Linked DNA regions of Thunnus thynnus: region 2 is linked to region 1. The links are chromatin contacts, called in public Hi-C maps. All regions are on one chromosome and are shown on one strand. The core of a region is the stretch at or near the end of the contact, and the rest is flanking DNA. Distances in the headings are between cores, read along the strand shown.

Region 1 (6,968 bases), core at 4,135-6,634:
AAAAAATCTGTTAAGGGCTTAACTGCGATCACCATCCAAAGCTTAAACCTGGTAACTGTGAGCTTTATGGTGTAAAAATTTTAAATTCTGGGTAAAAACATCAACATATCCATTTTAAATTAATTTTGGATGTTTGGTATAATTACTGTAAAATAAAATAGACCCCTGTCAGGATTGATAAGGTAAGGTGTTCATTAAAACACCCCAGACAAAGACTTATATCTTGTGTTTTTAAACTTAGGACCACATTTCCTATAAATCCACATAATCCACTTTCTCAAAATGTATTCAATAATGACTTATTAATGTCACAAAGCACCTTTAAAGGTGATTAGCAGTTTTTCCTTAAAAAAAGGAAGCTATTACAAAGTTACAATTTAATTAATAATGTAAAGAACCTGCAAAATGCAAGCAAAACATTTTTAATTGACATATAAAGGATATCAGAGAGGCTGCTGGTACGTGGTCTCTCATCTGGTCAATGGGCAGGATCCCAGAGCAGATCATCTCAGCTTTGGTAGAAACAAAGGAAGGCATGACCAGCCCGGGGCAGTCGCAAAGGCACAGGCCTGGCTCCACATACAGAGTCTGAGATACATGAAAAGAAAAGGCAAAAATCAATCACACATTTGTCTTTCTGCTGATGGAAAGCATGACTTGAATTCACGTGGAGAGTTTAGGAGAGCCGTCCTGTACCTGAAAGTGCTTAGTGTGTCCAGGAGTGGCTGAAACAGACACTTTCTTGTTCCGTAAAATGGTGTTGATGGTGGAACTCTTCCCCACGTTAGGATACCCGACCTGTTGTGTCCATACATGATGAAAAAGGATAGTTTAGTTTATGTCGAGGCTTTTTTTCTGTTAGAACAATGCAAGAACAGAGTATATTTTCCATATAAGACGCTACGTTCCGCACCATTCAGAAAGCTTTTTGTCACAGCTATGGTGAGAACAGCAGCATTCTTGGATGAAGCATTCGTATATATGACTACTGTACACACACAGCAAGTAAGCAATACATTTTTACCCACCAGCCCCACTGTCAGTTGGTCTTCTTTACACCTGGGTCCACTGTGAACCGCCTTAAACATCGCCAGCAATTCATCCTTGTGCAGCAGCCGACTGGAGTTGTGGAAGGAGGATTCATTAGATGAACCAACAGTCCCTTTCTCTTCTCCCCCCTCATCTTCTGAGCAGGTAAACCACTCCTCCTCATCTACGGTTATCTCTTCCTGCTCCTCTTCCTCTGTACCACTATCCTCTCCCTCTTCTTCTTCTTCCTCCTCCTTCTCCTCTCCATCTGCCCCCTTTTGGCTCAATTCTTCATTGTCTGGCTGCTCCATCTCTTCTGGGTCACTCTCTCCACACTCTGGATCCTCCACTTCCATGCCCTATGGGAAGAGAAGTTTACCACTTTAAATACTGTGTTTAAAGGCAACAGTAAGTCTGAGGATGCTGAAGAGTGTGACTATTCATAAGCATCCCGAAACCCCTTTCAAATTACGATGTGAGCCCCAGCAGTTATCTGCTCCTCGGAATGCAAATGCATTATTATTATATTATTGTCATAATTATGACGTTTTTATATACAGCTCATCATTAAAGCTCCACTGTCTCACCTTTTCCTCTGCATCCAGTCTATTGCTTTCAGCCAGCGCAGACCAGAAAACTGCCCTTAGCCCCTCTTTCTCAAAGTGTTTGGCCCAGGCTCGCCTCTGCTCCCTGGTCAGCAGGTCGGCCTTGTTCACCAGCAGGATGTTGACCTTATTCTCCGACACCTCCTTTACATACAACTCCTTACAGCACACAACGGGGAAAAAAGAACTTTAATAAACAGAACAGAAGTGAAGCTCACCTTGACTTCAGTATTTCTGCTAGTTATAAGCGGTAACACACGCTGCATTCCCCACTGAACTAACTCTGCAACCATTAAAAATAAATGTTCTTACCAGGTCAGGACATCTGAACAGCAAAGGATTTCTGGCATCGACAATTTGAACAACGACGTCGCTACAAGAAAACAAACGGTTTTACTTTAAGCATCACATAAGAAGAACACATTGCTCATTAAACACATGTATGAACAGGCAGCAGTATCTACCTCCTCTCGATGACTCTCCACAGCTGTCTCCAGAACTCAAGATTCCTCTCAAATGGTGTGAGAATTAACTTCTGTTCTTCTTCAAGCCTTTAAAAGTAACACTTAATAGTTAGATTACTGACACAGATAATCCAAAATGGGTGTACAATAAACTATATGGATACAGAATATTACACACTGTGCAAGCTCTCGTCTCCACTCCAGGAAGTTGTCTTTTTCTGCCTGCTGAAGAGCCTCTGGACTGGTGCTTTCATCCCAGTGGGGGCTGAAAACAAGTAGAGACATAACAACATCTAAAAATGCAAAATATACTTATATGTCAGTAAATTAACTAAATCTGTTCAACTTACCGTCGAGGAATTTTGAGGAAATGCTTGTTGTCTTCATGCAGCCTTTTTAGCCTGTTTTTCTCCTCAGCTGTTAATATGCCTGCTCTAGCTTCTGCTGGCACAAACCTGATGTTGAGTTTCTCTGAGAGAAAAAAAAAGAAACAGAGAGCAGTAATTACAGATGAAAAAGATGCAGTAACACAACAACAACAACAAAAAGGTATTCAAAGACTCTCAAAAGCCGATGCCCAAATTCAAACATATTTATAACTTAGTTACCAACTTAATTCTTTATTTATAAGAATTGATTATGTTCCTTTAAGCAGGAATGGACCAGCACACTGTGACCCAGACAGATAATTACATTAGAGGCATGAGCTTCATTCCTAGGAAGCAGAGTAGATAGACCCGTGCATACAACACACTGCCTGCAACTCCTGAGTTAAGTAAGCACAACCCAAGTATTAAACAAGAATTAAAATAAGTATCACCTACCAGCTACAAACTCTGTTCCTGCCAATTCAGCAGTGGCCAGAAAGTCGTCCATGGAACTCTGTTCTGTCACTGACTGCAGGTTCAGCCGTCCCCAGTCATAGCCATCACTCAGCTCGCTGGTGTGGAGCTGTAAGTGTAAAACAAAAGTCAAATTAGGTCTAAACTTATCACGTACCACATTAGTGTGCAGTGACTACTACAAAGTGTGCATCTCCAGAAGACAAAGTGTCAATCATGAGTACACACTGTAATTGTAGTGTGTTCCACCCACATAGCTTTTAAGTGATTGTATTACCATAAGTGCCTTGCATCAAAACACACGTGGATAATAGGACCGTAGGAAGTCCAATGATCCGATTCTAAAAATCCAACAATATGAAAAATAACAAACTCCTGGATCATGTGTCTCCATGGCGAATTTACCCAAGGTATTAGTTAATGTACTTTCTTACGTTACGTAAGCAAAAAAACAAAAAATAACATGTTTCTAATGAAGTTTGGCGACAGTAACTGACATGTAAAACATTGAACTTTGCCGGATCCTACATGTAATGAAGGAGTCGTTTGGTATCTCAAACATTGCCACAACAAATTAGACTTCATAAAATGTCATCATTTAGCGAGATATAATCACTTCTACGACATTATTAGTTGTTGCCATGTCATACCCAGGAGTCGCCCCTCTTGTTGCCTCGGCCAGCCTGGAGTCTCTCCTTTATCAGAGATCTGCCCAGTCCGCCCCCTCCGCCTGCCTTCTTCTTACCCATACCAACTTCTGTTGTTGTCGCTTCACACAAAACACCGTAGAAATATCAAACTGAAAACTGCAAATGCGAGAAATGTCAGCAACAACTGTGACCCATGTGCACTAAGTATCCATGGCACTACGTTACGTTGTTGTCGTAAGAAGCGGAAGTGGAACAAACCAAGTCAGTGACGTATTCCGACAGTTATGCCTCAGCGACTCTGAACATATTACATTTAAATAGTTATTTCGTATATTAAATATAAAAATACTTCATCCTTGAAAGCCTTGTGGTGATAACTCGTTTGTTATAAGCATCTTCAGTAACGCAGCTATGGAACAGTCCACTTATTTGTCCAGCTGTCAAATGTGCCCTGAAGAAAATGGGACTATACCAACATTAGTTCCGCAGGCGTAGCGCATTTTACAGTCATTAATAAAATAGGCTACATATAAATACACTTCTCATTAATTTATTGCTAATAGATTATACATAATAAATTAAAGCTTCATATTGCGCAAAGTAACAAGTAAATCTTTCTCCACGATCACAAAACGCACTTCTGATGTGAACCAAAAGATGGCAGCATAAAGCAACATGAGGGTTACCCTGCTATCCTCACCCCACATTCATGAATATGATGAATTGACATAGTCTGACTACTATATTCTGTAGTCCGTACTCCCTATTTCTCGAAAGACAAACGCATTTAATTCAGACCACACGTTGTCCCGCGAACATTCTATAAGGAGGCTAATAATAATAATAATAATGATAATAATGATAATAATGATGATAATGATGATGATGATGATGATGATGATGGTGGTGATGATGATGATGATAACAATAACAATAACAATAACGTCATCATCATCACTATCAACAATAATGCATTTATTTTGTACTGGACTTCTCTTTCACAGCGAATCTCAAAGTGCTATAACATTAAAACATATAACATAACATAGCAAGAAAATAGCAAAAGTTAAGATGAAAAAATCTTCCTGGAAGTCTGTGCTGCCCTCAGATGTGACTGCTGATGTTGATTTAATTTCATGACAGCACGCCACGCTTCTAATTTCGAAAAAATTCTTTAGTAACACATTAAAGGGAAGATTACTTCTGTCAAATCTAACTTAAAAAACTGTGAGAAACAAAGTGAACACATTTAACAAAGAAAACATGATTTTGGTTTGTGGTGGGAATGTGGCAGCCTATTGATGCTTAAGAAAAATCATGGATATTTTAATATAGAAATGTTGTCTGCTTGGGCTCAGCAGTGACTTTATAATGAAAATTTCATATCTTATCATTATATCATTGATAAGATATGATAACCTGGTTATAATATCCCAGCAGAAAGTAACTGCTTGTGTAGTAAGATTTTAAAATGATTTCTGTATGTAAAATATAAAATGTAATAACATTCCAGTCATCTTTTGTAAGAAACTGTATGATGTTATTAAATGTTACTGTGTAATTGTTGCATTAAACTAATAATTCAGTGTTTGTGTCTGTACTTTAATTTATTTCCAAATAATTAATCTTACATATGTTCAAAATGATGCTGCAGTCATTTGAAAACAAGCAAGCAAACGTGAGAGTTTTGTATTAATGAACGCAGTCAACCCAAATGTATACGACTATTTTCATTTGGTTCAGTCCCCCCTACAGTCACACTGAAATGGTTTTTCCCAGTATATAAACCTCGAGGTTCGTTCCCCCTTCAGTAGACTGTAATCTGTACCACAAAGATTCAGGCTGTGGGACACCACAATGGACAAGAGCACTCCAGAGGATGCACAGATGAAGTACGGTGTCTTTGCGTTCAGTTCTCATAGAGTAGCTCATAAATGACCTGACAGTAAACACTTGTAGAATTTAGTAGTAATAAAAAGTTTTTTTTCTTTCTCTCTCAGTAGACTTTGTTCCTGTTGACAGCGATAAAATGCTGCCTTGGAAGAAGAATAAGTTTGACCTGATAGAGGAAGATAAGCAGTCCAAGCAGAAGGGCTATGCGGTGAGTCTCAACTATTCTGCGCTCACCTCCTTCGCGAAGTCCTGCCCCGAGAGCGCACTCAACAGGGTGGGCAGCATGTTCAAGTCAAAGAGGAAAAAGGTGAAGATCACCAGCGAGGACCCTACATACACGGTGCTTTACCTGGGGAATGCCACCACCATCCAGTCCAAAGGTGACGGCTGCACGGACGTGGCGGTGAGCAAGATCTGGGGAAAGAGCGAAATGGGCAAGAACGGCACCAAGATGAGGCTGACGGTCAGCTCGCAGGGGATCCGGATGGTGCATGTGGACGATAAGGCCAGGCGGCCGGGACACTTGTACTTGCTGCACCGGATAACTTACTGCGTCGCGGACCCGAGGCTACCCAAGATTTTCGCTTGGATTTACAGGCACGAGATGAAGCACAAGGCCGTGATGCTGCGCTGCCACGCAGTGCTGGTGTCCAAGCCGGAGAAGGCAAAGGCCATGGCACTGCTGCTGTACCAGACCTCAGCAACAGCCCTGGCTGAGTTCAAAAGACTAAAACGGAGGGACGATGCCAGACACCAACAGCAACAGCTAATAGGGGAACAAACCATCCCGTTGGTTCCCCTCAGGAAGCTCCTGAACGGACAGTGTTACTACAAACCCCCGGTGGAGCGCAGCCGGAGCGCGCCCAAGCTGGGCTCCATCACGGAGGACTTGGTCGGGGAGGAGGAGGAGGAGAAAGCGATGCACTTCGAATGTGAGGACATTCTGGACACGGACGATGATTGTGTTACTAATGGTAAACAGGAGTTGACTCAGATTATTAATGACTTGGGGGAGATGAGCATAGGAAACGATGTGCAGACACTGAAAGCTGACCTCAGAGTCACCAGACTTCTCTCTGGAGAGAGCACGGGGAGTGAATCCTCCATAGAGAGCAACCAGGAGCCCCCTCTGCTCACTAATGGGTTTGAAGAGGTGAAGGTGCAGGAAATTGCCTGAATAATTAGGCATTTCTGTGCTCCTCTGACTCATTGTTTTGTTGAGCTATGATGTCTCCACAAAAAAACATTTCCTCTTTCGTCAACCTTGTGCTGGAGTGTTTTTCTAATTTGTGCCTCCATGACTAATTTAAAGGATCCAGAAAAGATCCTCAGAGATTCTGGGACAATAACCAGCACAAGTTAGCTACAGAATTATATTTTAGGATTGTATACACCCATAAAAAATTGGAAAACAAGTGCATGCCCATTTGAGAGATGGCTGGTTGAACCGACAAAACCCCAGTGCGCCTTAGGACGCACAGCACT
Region 2 (6,912 bases), core at 470-2,969, 160 kb after region 1:
AAAAATCACAATCATTGTTGCAAATGAAAGGGTGCATGTTGCTAATTCTCTCTTTGTATGTATGACAACAATCTTATATATGCAGAATATATACACACACATTATGAAACACACATTTTTTTTATATCAGCTGGTAATATCGTTGGCCAATGTATCAGTCGGGCTCTAGTAAATTAATTAATTCTTACTTGAACTATTATTTGTGTTTTGTTGTATTTAGGTGTTTAGATGATGATACTTATTTTTTTTGGTTTAGTTTGCACTAATGTAGTTCTTGTTTACAAATTTTAGGTCTGCAACTAATGATTACTTTCACTATCGATTATCATTTAGTCAAAAAATGTCAGATAATAGTGAAAATGTCTTGTTTTGTCTAACCCCCAATAAAAAAACAAAAACAAAGATATTCAGTGTACAATTATATAAAACAGAGAAAAGCAGCCCATCTTGACATTTAGAGAATCTGGAACCAGCAGATGTTTGGCATTTCTGCTTTAAATTTTACTAAAACGATGAATCAATTATCCAAATAGTTGCTGATTAATTTCCTGTCTATAGACTAATGGAGTAGCTATGTCACATGTTTTACATATGTCATTTAACATCTTGGGACCATGTTGGAAACACGTGTTCTCGCTTTAACATGTTATTCCTTTGCTTGGTGTGTTATGCAGATCCATAAAAATATCGAATCAAATCTTGTAATGATATGTTAGGTATTGTTTTTAGCCTAGCCAAAAGGTACAATGTTATGGTTGAAAGTGTTTCATCATGTTGTTTCCTGTCTTAATTGTGCTGTTTGCAACATACTTGCAATTAAAGTTACTCATTTCCCGAGAACTCTGCATTTATGCAGTGTTTTCTTCACATAAATATAGCACCATAAACACAGAAAGGCCCATAAATATATACCATGCATAGAAAATATAATCCACGTTTTCATATGAAGAGGACTTACTTGTGTCATGTCATGTCATGTCATGTCATGTAGCTCTCTGCAGGTCCATCTTGACAGCTTGTTTGGGGGAATTGACTGCCTCGAGTTACTGAAGTTTAAGAGGCAGTATGTTTTACTGATAGTACGATAACTACGATGAAATTCACATAATCGAAATATTTGTAGTAACAAACATACACACTGCAGCAACCTGTTGACACGCTGGCTACGAGGGATGCTAGCAAGCAGCGGCTTTAGCGCCTAGATGTGGATGGCCGAGCTGCCCTCCGACACTAAACACTGTGTTTGTTTGACCCAAGCGCGAGGCTAAGCACCATTTGTTTGTTTACAAATGTCCAATGTATATATGTGCATAGCGCTGTCGTTCTAAAACTATCGCGACGTTTGCATGACTGTGTTATTTCGAGAAGAAAAAAACAGGTGTAAAGATTTTCTGGAGAAGCCGCAAGCTAGAAGCCTAGCAACAAAATACTGTGACGCAACCTTGACCACACCCACTCTGGGTTCAGCCGTATTCCGAGTCGTGATGCCTTTACGGACTATTGGAAAATAAATGAGCTTGTAATTTTGGCATGTGAACGAAAATTCCAACATTGTCAGCCTTTTGAAAACGAATTAAAACTCTTCTTTAATTCTTTAGAAAGACTTAAATGGCTTAAAGCATAGGTTTGCATTTTTTGTGTCTAGTGCGCCCATATAAATACTGAAAGTCATAATTTTATATTTGCAAATCTGTGATCTTTGATCTAACATGGCACATTGCATCAACGCAACTTGTATTATCACTATTATTACTATTATTATTAATTGCACACTGTATATTGTTTACTCCTGGACAATACTTTGTACATTTAATCTCATTCTCTTCAATTTAAACTTGTAGCAGCTCTTCTCACTTACTTTTTTTCTTTTTTTTTTTACAGAAAATTTCTTATTTAGGACTACTTAATTTTGTGTATATTTTTGACTGTTATGCACTACAACACCAAGGCAAAATACAGTAATTTTGTGCAAAAATGCATTTAAAAGTTTATCTGAAGCTTATGTGAGGCCTCAGCGGTCTGTGTTAGTCACATCAAGTTGATATCTACCACATTTACAGTCTTTTTAGCATTTTTAAATTCCTTTTAGATTCCCTCTTTATGTTTCCTCAGACAGTGTTTCCCTGTTGAGCTGCAGTGCAAGTATAGTAACAAAAAGAGGGACTTTGGCACTAAAAAGACTGTAATGTTGAATGGTAATTACTTTATTCAGCTAATTTAATGATAATATAATAATAATAACAAACTTTATTTCTATAGTGCCTTTCAAAATGTTACAATGTGCTTCACAAAATACAGTACCATAAAATATAGGTGCAAAGACAACCAATATAGAGAAATAAAACAAACAATTTAGAGGAACAACATACACAGAAAATGCAGTAAAGAAGTAGTCAAACATAGAGAGATAAAATATAAAAAGAACAACATAAAAACATTTGAGTAGACGTTATGAAATATTATACAAATGCCAGTCTGTACAGGTGGGTTTTTAAAAGCTTTTAAACTGTGACACTGATTCAGCTGATCTGATACTGAGGGGGAGTTTGTTTTAAAATTGGGCTACTGAAGCTTCATATTAGCTTCAGATAAACTTTTAAATACATTTTTGCCCTCAATAAGGCTTGTGGATTTTGGCATCCATCACTTACATTATGAAGGGATCTTTTAATGAACCCGCCCTGAATGGGGCGCGTTGTTTTTGCTCCAGTGAAACTCACGAGTACGAGTTTACTAACAACACGTGAACGCAGCATCACTGTCACGACATTTTCGGTAGCGGCATTGTTGCTCTCTGCTCGCGGCCGTTGTCTTCTTGTCCGTTACACAAGCTAACCACCTGGTTTCTACAACAAAGATGCTAGTTTTTGCATTTGCCTAATGTTGTTTTCCTCGTAAACGTTACCTAGCCGGTCCTTTTTGTTTTAAATTCAGGCACGTCGCTAGCACAAAGCTAGCTAGCTTGATTAGCACTCGCGAAAATGAATTCCAACACGCACGTCATTCAGGTGACAAATGTCTCGCCGAGCACAACGTCCGAGCAAATGAGGACTCTGTTTGGATTCCTCGGAAACATAGAGGAGCTCAAACTGTTTCCACCTGAGTGAGTATTCTGGACAATATGTTAGTGAAACATTTTTCCTGCCAAGCTCACGCTGGGCTCTTCGTGAGGCCTGTATGGTCGAGCAGGCCTCGTGGCTCGGCATGCTAATGCTAACGTTTGCCCGCGTCTTTACGAGTGCAGCAGCAGTCACTCCCCTTAATGGTGCTACATGAGGGACACTTTATCCTGTTGTGTGGTTATGTCTGAGTGATTTAGCCCAGATTTAAATCCCCTCTCTCCCACAGACGACAGGATGTAACTAGTGCTGAAACAACTAGTGTTAGTCGAATAGTTGATTATCTGAAAACTACTAACTGTTACAATTAACGATTAGGTTAACTTAATTGTATAAGTTAAATACCTTGATGAAATGTTTTTTAGTAATGATAGTTTGTTCCAGTTTCTCCAGTGTGTGGATTTGCTTCTTTCAGGGTTATTACGACACTGTAAATCATACAGAGTTGAACTATCAGTCGATTAATCAATAGACAGAAATGTAGTCGGCTGCAATTTTGACAATCAATAATTTAGGTTAGTAATCAGTGTAAAGGCCCCCTAATCTCTGGATCCCAGCATGTCAAAAGTGAGGCTTAGCTGCTCCTCTTTTTGTTATATCATTGTAAATTAAATATATGTTTTTCAGGGTTTGGTTAGATAAAACTAGCAATTTGAAGACATCACTGTTGAATTTGGGATATTATTAGAAGCGACATTTCATACCATATCGCTCAATCAATTAATTAAACAATTATCTGTAGAATAATCTAAAGTGATTGTTGCAGCCTTATGTTTGCATATATTTGGGTTTTGGACTGCTTGTTAGACATAACAGGCTACATGAAGAGGTCAACTTGAACTCTGGATAGTTGTGAAGGGCATTTGTTACTTCATTCTTACATTTCATAGACTAAACAATTAGTCCAGTATTTGGGAAAATGTATCATATTGATTGCTCATATATGAAAACAGACATTATCACAAACATTGACTATGTTAGGAAATAATTGTTTTTTGCTTTTGTATTTTCCTCAATCGAATATGACCTGGCCACTATGCAGGTAGGAAATGTTATAGGCTGCTTGTTGGGCAAGATCAAAAAACAGGTCAGACATTGAACTTATCAGGAGACGTTGTTTTATCTTAAGGAGATACATTGAGCAAGCAGGAGAGACTGGTTTATAATCCATTATTAACTCAATTGTCCCTCGGGACACATACTAACAGTTTCAAGAAGGCATGTAGGGTGTACTTGTTTGTATTCTTTGCACAACATATCTGTATTTTCTTCCAGTGACTCTCCCTTGCCTGTGACTTCACGTGTCTGTTTTGTAAAGTTCCTTGAGTCTGAGTCGGTGGGAGTTTCCCAACACCTGACGAACACCGTCTTCGTGGACAGAGCCTTGATTGTGGTCCCTTTTGCTGAAGGTGGGTGTCTGTTTTTTTTCTTGTCTCTCTCACATGGCTATCTCTGAACATGCATCGCAATGTGTAGGTGTATTTAATAGCATTACAAAACACTATCTGAGCCATTGTGAGTTTTTTTCTGACCAAGCAAAATTAGCTAAGCTTTTCAGCGCTTGGCATTTCTAGGTATGTAAAAGGGAAATGTACATTTGTGTCCATGTCTTGCAATCTAGCTGTAAACTTCTCTCTCTGTTATTTGTGTTGTGGTTTTCATAGTGGACAAGTCATTTGCAGAGAGCCCCTTCCTTGCTGGCTGAAAGTGATCCTCTACTGCCATCAGGAGATTAGAAAAAATAATGGCACCAGGCTCGCAAGCCCCTTCTCTCTCTTGTTCCGCAGTAAAATATTAACTCTTTATTTTTTTTTTTTCTCTCTCTATTCAAGGCATCTTTTTTATAAAAAAAAAAAAAAAGAGCCACACAAGTCTTAAAGCAAAATGAGGGGGTGGGGGAGAGGGTGCAGGGCAGTCTTAATTCCTCACATGTTAAAGGGATTTTTTTTTTTTTTAATTTTAATAAATGTATTTCAATCAGTAGGCATGCACCAAACTAGGGATGCCCCGAGCTGATGTGCTGGATTGGTAATGAGGCCGATAGATGCATTTTGTAATTGATTGTCAAGCCTGAACCAATTCCTGATCCCTTGTTTATTTTTAACCTATTGAATCAATCAGTTGCAGCCAGTAGTTTCAATTTATGGTTTTCACACTGACAGCATGTATCAGCGAGCAGGTTAAAAAAAATCCTTTGCCTCTATGTTAGTGACGTTTTATAGGTTTCAATGCACCTACAGCAAGAAAGATGTCCGTCAAGTAGACTTCCATGCCCACACAGCCTGGAGGAGAGGTAGGTTAGGTAAATAAGTGAAACCACCTGTGAGTAAAGGGTCTGGCTGTGTTTTCGTAGTGCAGAGCTGTTCAGCTGTCAAACATATCAAAACTGTATTGACTTTCTGAAAAAGTAATGTTGGCTGAGTTAGGCTAAGTTTGCACTGCGCAACTGTCATTATAAAGGAAAATATAAATACTGGGTCAGGGTTTGGTGCTGGCAGATTCCTAATATTAAATGGCTCATACCAGGAGCACAAAAAAAAAAATTGATCGGGACATCCCTAAACCAATCACAAAGCATGCAAGGTAGATGAATTGATCAGCTGTGCATGCTAAAAATGGGTTTGAAGGTGTGTGCCATCATCTACAGTTATTTTCAGCAGATTTTGTGGAAGTTAATAAGCATATGAGTTGATTATTAATCTTGATAAGCACACAACTGTCTTTGGCTTTTACCTGCTTCATGTGCCAAAGCCTTGTAGTATTTTATACTGTGCATTTGTATTCCCAAATTTTCACTAACACGAGAGATAAAAGTAGACCTAAGGCTCTGCTTGATGTTGCAGTAAAAAAATGCTTTTTTTAAAAAATTGACCCTCTCCACACATGACTCTGCAAGGGTTGAGTGAATCTCACGTTAACAGTGGTGTTTCTTTTGTTGTTGTGTTTTACAGTTCTTTTTCCTGGTTCAGCCAGCCCTATATACCAGGCCCTGCTGAAAATGCCACCAACAGTTTTGTCTTCTGCAGCCTTATCCTGTTTCTCAAGTGTCCTTTCTGTTGTGCGTGTGTGTGTGTGCGCGTGTGTGTGTGTCTCTCTCTCTCTCTCTCTCTCCCTCTCTCTCTCCTTTTTAATATATGAAAATGTCAGATTTAAAAATAGCCTGTTTTCAGATTGCACAACCATGGATCATCATCTCCATAAGAGTTTCCCTTTTGATTTTACTGTTTGGTTTTTCTTCAGCTTTGGGCACATTTTTCATGAATTTATCACGGCTTTTGCTGGGAATAGCCCATAATTGTTTAGTTCAGTATATCTTTGACATTGTTTAGTGTTTATAGTGGCATATTGTTGGCTAAAACCTAGCAGTACTGTATTTGGTTAGCAGTACTATATATGGTTGCCAAGTAAGTTTTTTTTTTTTTTTTTTTGTTTAGTTTTTTTCTTTTTGTGGTGGGATTGTACAAAGTATCCAAAAGCCCAGAAAAGGTAATATGACTGAACCTTTTCTGTTTTTGTATTGGTAATGGTAAGTGATGTTGAAATGTACCCTTCTGTCTACACCCCAATCATGAACTTGTTTTCTGTATCTCAATGTTTTTGTGTGCTTTATAGCGAAGCAGCCGGCGCGAGTCGCTTGTTCATAAAACATCTAATGAAAGTTGAGAGCACATCCCACGGGACAACCGGCTGTGCTTGCTTACGTTTGGTTCATGACTTAAAAAACAAGTACAGGTGATAAAATCTTGGCAGTGTTGACCACAGTGTGTATTGTGACTTTTAAACTCATAGCTGC

Evidence for each region. A called contact is a pair of places that touch in the nucleus more often than the background predicts.
Region 2: a Hi-C map of heart shows a contact between it and region 1, with 6 times the contacts expected there. The contact joins the promoter of xxylt1 here to the promoter of fam43a in region 1. A contact is called at or near these places in 3 of 3 Hi-C or Micro-C datasets (heart and muscle).

Annotation. Positions count from the first base shown.
Region 1 is chr8:16,691,694-16,698,661 of fThuThy2.1, forward strand. It overlaps fam43a (family with sequence similarity 43 member A), which reads left to right and starts at 5,385. Exons shown (of 2, transcript XM_067596792.1): 1 at 5,385-5,482; 2 at 5,591-6,968. The coding sequence starts at 5,620. The coding sequence ends at 6,660. lsg1 (large 60S subunit nuclear export GTPase 1) reads right to left here and starts at 3,939. Exons shown (of 14, transcript XM_067596787.1): 1 at 3,591-3,939; 2 at 2,923-3,049; 3 at 2,449-2,569; 4 at 2,277-2,363; 5 at 2,099-2,185; 6 at 1,947-2,007; 7 at 1,617-1,793; 8 at 1,029-1,388; 9 at 697-798; 10 at 445-588. The coding sequence starts at 3,689.
Region 2 is chr8:16,854,999-16,861,910 of fThuThy2.1, forward strand. It overlaps xxylt1 (xyloside xylosyltransferase 1), which reads right to left and starts at 1,720. Exons shown (of 6, transcript XM_067596794.1): 1 at 1,136-1,720; 2 at 959-1,046. The region is part of intron 2 of ptger3 (prostaglandin E receptor 3 (subtype EP3)); the gene reads right to left. It overlaps srsf11 (serine and arginine rich splicing factor 11), which reads left to right and starts at 2,741. Exons shown (of 12, transcript XM_067596797.1): 1 at 2,741-3,103; 2 at 4,395-4,528. The coding sequence starts at 2,982.